3 separate regions of the Zea mays genome follow, and regions 1 and 3 are each linked to region 2. The links are chromatin contacts, called in public Hi-C maps. All regions are on one chromosome and are shown on one strand. Each heading gives the region's core, a stretch centred on a gene start, on an enhancer-like site or on the middle of the called end of the contact. The rest is flanking DNA. Distances are from core to core; before and after follow the strand shown.

The links. Hi-C and Micro-C count contacts between places; a contact is called where the count stands out from the background.
Region 1: a contact with region 2 is called in a Hi-C map of leaf, with 6 times the contacts expected there. The contact joins the promoter of LOC100191523 here to the enhancer-like site in region 2. A contact is called at or near these places in 6 of 25 Hi-C or Micro-C datasets (bundle sheath, endosperm, leaf and 1 more) and 1 of 3 datasets of contacts at active chromatin or transcription factors (leaf).
Region 3: a Hi-C map of ear shows a contact between it and region 2, with 2.3 times the contacts expected there. The contact joins the promoter of LOC100285358 here to the enhancer-like site in region 2. A contact is called at or near these places in 3 of 25 Hi-C or Micro-C datasets (bundle sheath, ear and tassel).

The regions. Positions count from the first base shown.
Region 1 is chr9:123,921,352-123,924,051 of Zm-B73-REFERENCE-NAM-5.0, reverse strand. It overlaps LOC100191523, which reads left to right and starts at 1,329. Exons shown (of 11, transcript NM_001399164.1): 1 at 1,329-1,847; 2 at 1,955-2,058; 3 at 2,143-2,216; 4 at 2,300-2,468. The coding sequence starts at 1,460.
Region 2 is chr9:124,064,077-124,066,776 of Zm-B73-REFERENCE-NAM-5.0, reverse strand. No RefSeq gene overlaps it. Among protein-coding and RNA genes, the nearest start is that of LOC103638980, 79 kb to the right of the region's middle. Within about 2 kb of position 1,261, at least 17 of the 20 cell types and tissues checked have an H3K27ac peak or open chromatin away from gene starts, as enhancers often do. A contact at or near this core is called in bundle sheath, ear, endosperm and 2 more, where this site is marked.
Region 3 is chr9:123,904,068-123,906,767 of Zm-B73-REFERENCE-NAM-5.0, reverse strand. LOC100285358 (transmembrane emp24 domain-containing protein 10) reads left to right here and starts at 1,272. Exons shown (of 3, transcript NM_001158250.2): 1 at 1,272-1,749. The coding sequence starts at 1,303. LOC103638978 reads right to left here and starts at 432. Exons shown (of 3, transcript NM_001301589.1): 1 at 385-432. It overlaps LOC118473383 (a long non-coding RNA gene), which reads left to right. Exons shown (of 2, transcript XR_004852742.1): 2 at 1-693.

The DNA of each region.
Region 1 (2,700 bases), core at 80-2,579, 140 kb after region 2:
CCGAGGCCGAGTCCGAGCCCTAGGGTCGGGCGAGGCGGAGCTTCCTATGGCGCCCGAGGCCGGACTTGGCTACTGTCAGCCTCTCTCTGTCGAGTGGCACAACAGTCGGAGTGGCGCAGGCGGCGCTGTCTTCTCGTCAGGCCGGTCAGTGGAGCGGCGAAGTGAATGCGGTCACTTCGGCTCTGTCGACTGAAGGGCGCGCGTCAGGATAAGGTGTCAGGCCATCCTTGCATTAAATGCTCCTGCGATACGGTCGGTCGGTGTGGCGATCCGGCCAAGGTTGCTTCTCGGCGAAGACTGGGCCTCGGGCGAGCCGAAGGTGTGTCCGTTGCTTGAGGGGGCCCTCGGGCAGGACGTGAATCCTCCGGGGTCGGCTGCCCTTGTCCGAGGCTGGGCTCGGGTGAGGCGAGGTCGTGTCCCTTGAGTGGACCGAGCCTTGACTTAATCGCACCCATCAGGCCTTCGCAGCTTTGTGCTGATGGGGGTTACCAGCTGAGATTAGGAGTCTTGGGGGTACCCCTAATTATGGTCCCCGACAATTATAATCCCAAACAAACACCCTTTAGACTTGTTTGTTCCCTTCCGGAATTATATAATCCAGCTTATAGATTATATAAGCATTTATTGACCTGCTTATAGATTATTATATTTAGGTATCTAGATTACATAATACACCTAATAATCTTGTGTTGTTTGTTTACTTCTCAACTTATTTAAGTTGGATTATATTCCATCTTTTGTTTTTTATTTGTCTGTTTTAGTTAAAAATGAACTAACAAACGACAAATATTCGAGAACGAGATAGTATAATCTATAGGATAATCAGACATGTCCTTAGAGGGTGTTTGTTTAGAATTATAATATGTATAGAATATATAATCCAACAAATTTTGAACTAACAAGTTTAAAATTTGATAGATTATATAATCTGGGCACATTATAATCCTAAACAAACACCATCTTAGTAATTTTTTATTTAGTGCTCCGTTTGGATGTGAAGAAGATGGAGTTGAATACCAAATCATGTATGATACTGAAATGAGATGTAATTTTAATTCTATTGTTTGGATGTCGTTGAATTGGAGTTTGAAGTTATGCGGTCTAATTTTACGCAATACCGAGATGAGACTTTATACTAGGAGAGGGGTTTCTAGTTATAGCCTAATTCTAAAGAATTGAGTCTCTATTTCCAAATCTTAATTTTATGCAACTAAACAACACAATTTAGAAAAACTGTTTTCAATTTCTTCTGTGCTCCAAACGAGGTGGAGTATTTAGAAGTAGATAAGCGCCTCTGCTGCACGAAGCGATGAACGCACTCTGACGGTCTTGCCACTACAAATAAGCCGCACCGCATTTCGGAAGGCCACGCGACCGCCACCTCCCCGAAGCTGCCGCGACCGATCGAGCGAAGCGTCGCTCCCCGCGCCGCCGCCAAAACCCTAGCTTCTCCTACTCCATGGCCACTGTCTCGCTCACCCCGCAGGCTGTCTTCTCCACGGAGTCCGGTGGCGCCCTGGCCTCTGCTACCATCCTCCGCTTTCCGCCAAACTTTGTCCGCCAGCTTAGCACCAAGGCACGCCGCAACTGCAGCAACATCGGCGTCGCGCAGATCGTCGCCGCCGCGTGGTCCGACTGCCCCGCCGCTCGCCCCCACTTAGGCGGCGGCGGCCGCCGCGCCCGCGGCGTGGCCTCCTCCCACGCCGCGGCTGCATCGGCCGCCGCCGCCGCCTCCGCGGCGGCGGAGGTCAGCGCAATTCCCAACGCTAAGGTTGCGCAACCGTCCGCCGTCGTCTTGGCCGAGCGTAACCTGCTCGGCTCCGACGCCAGCCTCGCCGTCCACGCGGGTACCCTACCCTGCTAGCTCGTCTCTTTACTGTAAGATCTAGGTTCTATGCTTTTTTCCCCTTTCGATGATTCCTTTGTGGCTTTGCTGCCTTTTTATCTGAAACAGGGGAGAGGCTGGGAAGAAGGATCGCCACGGATGCGATCACCACACCGGTAGTGAACACGTCGGCCTACTGGTTCAACAACTCGCAAGAGCTAATCGACTTTAAGGTAGTGAATATTCGTGCTTGCTCTTGTCTAATTTGACGGATGTGAGTTTTGACGCCGAAATATTAAGTTTTATCTGTTCCTTAGGAGGGGAGGCATGCTAGCTTCGAGTATGGGAGGTATGGGAACCCGACCACGGAGGCATTAGAGAAGAAGATGAGGTGATGCTCGATAGTGGAAATGTCGGCACCCTGTTGGTTGCATTTGGCTGGAGGCTAAACAGTTGCGTGTTCTCATGGTGCAGCGCACTGGAGAAAGCAGAGTCCACAGTGTTCGTGGCATCGGGGATGTATGCAGCTGTGGCTATGCTCAGTGCACTTGTTCCGGCTGGTGGGCACATTGTGACCACCACGGATTGCTACCGGAAAACAAGGATTTACATGGAAACTGAGCTCCCCAAGAGGGGAATTTCGGTAATACCATGCGATCTTTTAAGCTCTACTTGTTTTTAGAACGGGACATCTGCTATCACTATTGGTTGTCTTCCTGTCACTGTGCTACAGTAGTGGGTCTACAATGAACTTGCTCTTATTCAGTTAAAATTACTCTGTCGTGTTGTCCTTATCTAGCTAATAGTCTCTACAAAGTTCAGTTACTTCAGCATAGCCAATAGGAGTAGCATAACTACTGCAGGGTATATGAACA
Region 2 (2,700 bases), core at 12-2,511:
TTCTCTGCCCCTGTCCCCCCTGTCCCTGTTGAGAATAGTTCCACGTTGTGTGATGTAGATTGTCAAGCATGATTTGTATGGTTGATGGTGTAAGCTTTTTGGGAGTGTTGGCACAATATAAATAAAGCCTGCTGCTATGCGTTTGGGCGTATGTGTCGTGGTCTGACGACTTGGATAGGGTGCGATGTGTGTGCGAGCGACCCGACGGGCACACCATGTGTCAGCAGTCTGGTTCCAAGAATTGGTATCAAATCAGGTTAGCCCAGTGCATTCTCAGACAAATCTCGACTCACAACGTGTGAGAGAAGATTATTAAAAATAGTCACACATTGTGTGTTGTGGGTTGTCAAGTATGGTTTGTATGGTTGAGGGTGCAAACCTCTAATGGGCTAGTTTTTTGTGTAAGTGTTGACTCAATAGATCTAAGGTGTCGTTTGGTTCACAAAATGTAACGTAAATGATAATGATAATGATTCACACTCGAATACCGGTGACAACAAGTTTGAATAAGCCGATATCTATTTATAGTATGATATCGATTACGGTTAAATTTAAACAAACATAATTTAACGTTATGGGTTAACCATTACGTCACTGGTGTGTGAACCAAACGGCATACCAATGCGTTCGCGCGCGTGTGTCATGGTCCGCTCTCTCTCTCTCTCTCGTTTTTGCATACGGGAGTATTGTTATTGGCTTCCCCTCGTTTTCTTTTGTTGCCTCCTTTGTCTTTCAGCTGAATGCAAACAAATGGGAGTATATTTTTTACTGGCTTGACTTCACATTCACTAGGAAGCAGCGCCACTTGGGATTGTCTACTTGCCTCGCTTCTCGTTTTTCGGATTGCCACCTCGATCTGTCTGCAGTGGGAGGAGCGGTACCCAGATATTCTCCATTTTTAGCGTCACTCGGGAGTCGGGACACACTGCAGAATGCCCAATCTGTTGTTGCTACACGACATGCATATGCTGACCTAGCTAGGTCTGGAATTGCTGCAGATAAAAGCGCCGCCGCAAGGTCGAATCCACTGGGTCCTGGCCTGGCCACGAAGTTAACTAGGTGGCAAAGCTTTAGGGTCTGTTCGTTTGCATATGAATAAACTCGGATTCGTTCCAACTCATCAAAATTTATATAAGTTAGAGAAGTAATCCGGCTAGAAATTATTCCAGATCTTCAATCCCTAGAAACCGAACAGGACCTTAGCCGGATCAGAATATGGGTGCACGAGTGACTATCATTCTGGGCTGGCTGGGCTGGGCTGGCTAAAAGCAATCATTAATCAGCTGAGCCACTAGTAACTCGATCGTCAGGTTGTGTGTCACCATCCATCCTGCAATTTGCACGACGACGCTGCGAGCACTAGCTACTAGTCTACTACTCGCCACTATATTAGCAGTAGTCGTTGTTGTTGATAAGGCTATACATGCCATCTCCAATCAGCGTCGAGGATTGCGCGGTGGTTCCGTTTATTCATGTCGCCACAAGAAGAAGAAAAGCTTGCTGCATGTCCCTTTCTAATTGGACCACACATTATTTGTTTTTTTTTCACCCAAGAGGTGCAGTGTTTAAATAATAATCTAGTACGTACGTAGGTTGGCAGATTGCAGTATGGCATCCGGGTTTTGGAATATTCGGAAAGCAGAGAAAGCAAAAATCATTCCGTCCAAATCAGATACTAGCAAGTTGTCCAAAAGAAAGGAGTGCTGGCCCACGCACAGGCCCATTTCATGCCTTTCTGTGTGTGAATGCATGTGCGTGGCAGCGCGGGTCGCTCACAAGTCCGAGTACCCCTCCGTGGAAGAAACTAGATGTGCACGACAATCAGTCCAACAATTATCCAGCCATGTTCATGTTGTTAACAGGTTAAGTGCAAAATATATATATATATATATATATATATATATATATATATATATATATATATATATATATATATATATATATATATATATATATATATATATATATATTAAGAGCCATGTGCTTCCAATAACTAGAGAAAGCTCAGGTTGAATGGTGCAAACCGGTCGAGCCGGACCAGGTCCGGACGTCTATAAAACATGACCCGGAGTGTTAGGGTTCAGCTTTTTACGCTCCACACCGATTTATTAGCGACGGCGCCTGCGACGACGGCAGTTGCCCGAAAGTGTGCGCGACGGTGGAACCCCAGCCGGTGGCCGCGACTCCCTGACCTCGACGAGCGGTGGCGGCGATTCCTCGATCCGGAGTAGTGGCGGCGGCCCCCCAATCCAGAGAACGAGCGACAGCAGGGCCCTTGTGCGGGCAAGCGGCGGCGTCCCCCGGGCCCCGAGGCAGCGGAACTTTCAAGACCAGCGAGCAAACAACGCCCCTCAATGTGCGAGTAGCGACGACGACGCATGAGGTTCGAGCGAGCGGCGTCATGGAAGGCACGAGGTGTGTGCAGCGATGATCGTGCGTGACATCCTCCGATCCGGCGCAATTTGGGCGGCCCGAGTGACGATCTTCATTTGTGCTTGTGTCATCGACGACGTCCTCCGGCCACTACCTCATCCAATTCGTGTTTTCTTTTCGATTATTTTGTTTTATGCCTACCACAGTATTATTTACGCTAAAACTGTACGATTTTATGCTTGAACACGGAGTTCGTATATCAGTTTGTTGCATACATATTTTTTGCATGCATATTGGAAAGGCAATTCCTTATTTGAACCAATAAAA
Region 3 (2,700 bases), core at 23-2,522, 160 kb after region 2:
GGTGTTCAGTTCATCTCTTCCCGTAGCATGATAGGCGAAGCGCGCCAGGGCTGTATGGAGCGGGAGGCCAAGCGCGTCAGGTGGCTGGAGCATGAGATCAGGGCCAAGGCCCTGACGGTCGCCCGTCTCAGATTGAGAAGCGGCAGAAGCGGCAGATCGAGAAGCGGCAGAAGCGGTAGATCAGGGCCAAGAGCTACCATTCTTGGCGAGGGGGCCTGCTAGGATGCGGCATGTGGTTGGAAAGGGGAGCACGGACGAGTCACCCTTGCCACTGGATCTAGAACTCCCACGAACTGGATCTAGAACTCCGATGAACTGGATCTAGAACTCCGACGAGCAGTCTATCGCGCAGTCCACTAGTTCGAGATTTAAGAGATCTGTTACCTGGACGACGACGAAGACTTGGCGCCCGCTGCTGGCGTCCGAGGAGGGAGGCCTGGTGGCGGCGCGGCACTGGCGTTCGAGGAGGAGGAGGAGAGCTTTCAGCTGAATCCAGCACTGACGCGGCACTGGCCTGGCCTGGTGGTGGCGCGGCACTGATGCCGACCCGGACGATTGATTCCGGCTAGGGTTGGAGGGTTTGAGTTTTGTATACGGCAGTATCCGATTCGAATATACGTGATTTCAATAGAACCCATGACAAACACATGTAACGTTATCTAATACCCGAAGAAATCATTTACCGTTACATTACATCGAACCAAACACGTCGCAAGTGTAGTAGTTCTAAGACTAGTATTTATTAGGGATTGTTCGTTTTTGCTCTTAATCATATAGATTAGGTGTAATTAAATAAATTTAAATTCTAAACAAATCACAATCTTTTATAATTTTTTTATGTCATTCAGTTCACATCGATAGAAATAACCTTACTTGGAAAGTATTTGGTTCCTAGACCGGTGGATAAAACACATCTCACTCGTCAAGGAAGCTCAGTTCGGTGACAGTGGCCACGATGGTCATGACCACGTATAGATAAAACAAAGAGAACTCGATCTGGTGAACAATTTGTAACAGTGTTTGTTACGTATATTTAAGCAAACTGTCAACACGTCCACAACGTCAAATACGTGCTTTCAGAAGAAATTGGCTTAGCTAGCCCAACGTCAAGTACATTTTTCGAGGAGTCGACACGACGACACGTCCACAGGTTGCGAAGTGCTGTCTATAGATTTTTTTACATATTTGTTTTCTTGACAAAGAAAAAGGAAAGATCAAAATACGTACTGGTGCGGTCTTTACTTCTGCAGTTCGCCTCAACGATCCAACGCAACACCGCAACGCTCCCTCGATCTAGCCGCCATGGCCGCGCGCGTCCCCGGTTCCCTCTTGGCTCTCCTCCTGCTCATCCTCGCGACCGCGTCCCCCACCGGCGCCCTCCGCTTCGACCTGCGTTCGGGCCACACCAAGTGCATCTCCGACGACATCAAGGTGGGCGCCATGGCCGTCGGGAAGTACCAAGTCATGGCCCCCGACGGCGTCGCCTCTTCGTCGTCGTCGCCACAGCAGCTCCCGGACTCTCACCGCATCTCGCTGCGGGTCACCTCGCCCTACGGCAACAGTCTGCACTACGCGGAGAACGTGCACTCGGGCAACTTCGCCTTCACGGCCTCCGAGGCCGGCGACTACCTCGCCTGCTTCTGGGCGCCCGATCACCGCCCGCCCGCCATCGTCGCGTTCGAGTTCGACTGGCGCAGCGGCGTCTCCGCCAGGGACTGGAGCGCCGTCGCCAAGAAGGGTCAGGTCCAAGTGAGTGCTCCTCGTCCTCCTCCTTGTATATAATCCGAGCATGCCGGCGCGCGAGCGCAACACTTGATTGAATGTGCATTCATTTCTCATATATGTGCATTTGATTGAATGCCAGATTTTGTTAAAGTGAGTTGACGGTAGATATAGCTATATAGGCTCAAGGTTGATCTAGTTGAATATATGACAAATTTGGTTGTATTTGTTTGTGACATAATTTGGTTATGTCTATGGGCTGGTCTTTTTTTTTCCTTCAAAATTTGCACGAGCACATATTTAATTAAAACAAGAATTGCGTCAAGTTTACAACCAATTAAAAACACTAGAAACAAACAGAACAACCGCGGACAGCTACCTGCCCAGGCCAACACAACTACCTGATGAACAGAGAAGAAAACAACATGGGGCATGTGCCCTTGGGACACAAACTATACCGAAAGCTAAGGAAATCCTAGCGCCTAGTGGATCAGCAACAGGAGGAATGACATCGCTTTGAACATGCCCTGGCTGATTACTCTTGAGCATTCCGTAGTGACCGTCTGACCGAGGGATCAGAATAACTGCTAAACCAAGACCTTTCCTATTATCTTTCGGCACCTGCTTACAGCTTTCTAGCCACCACACTGGGAGCTCCTGATCACTGATCACCAGATGACATCAGGTTTTATGGCTTGACAGCTCTCAACACTCAGAAGCAAACCTTCTTGCTGTAGGAGGCTAGGAACCTCCTAGAAGCAACCAAGCAGGTGATCCACAGATTTTTGGAGAGCGAGTCCATGCATAGACAACAGTCATTTACCATTGTTCGGTATATGTGGTTGTGTCAAGGCAAAAACATTATGCCAAATCTTTTGTGTTTCAGATGTTTCATAAGAGTGGTAATTTTTTTAGTATTGTCATGCTGACTAAAACAACATGATTTAATCTTGTTCTCATGCACAAAGCTTTCAAATT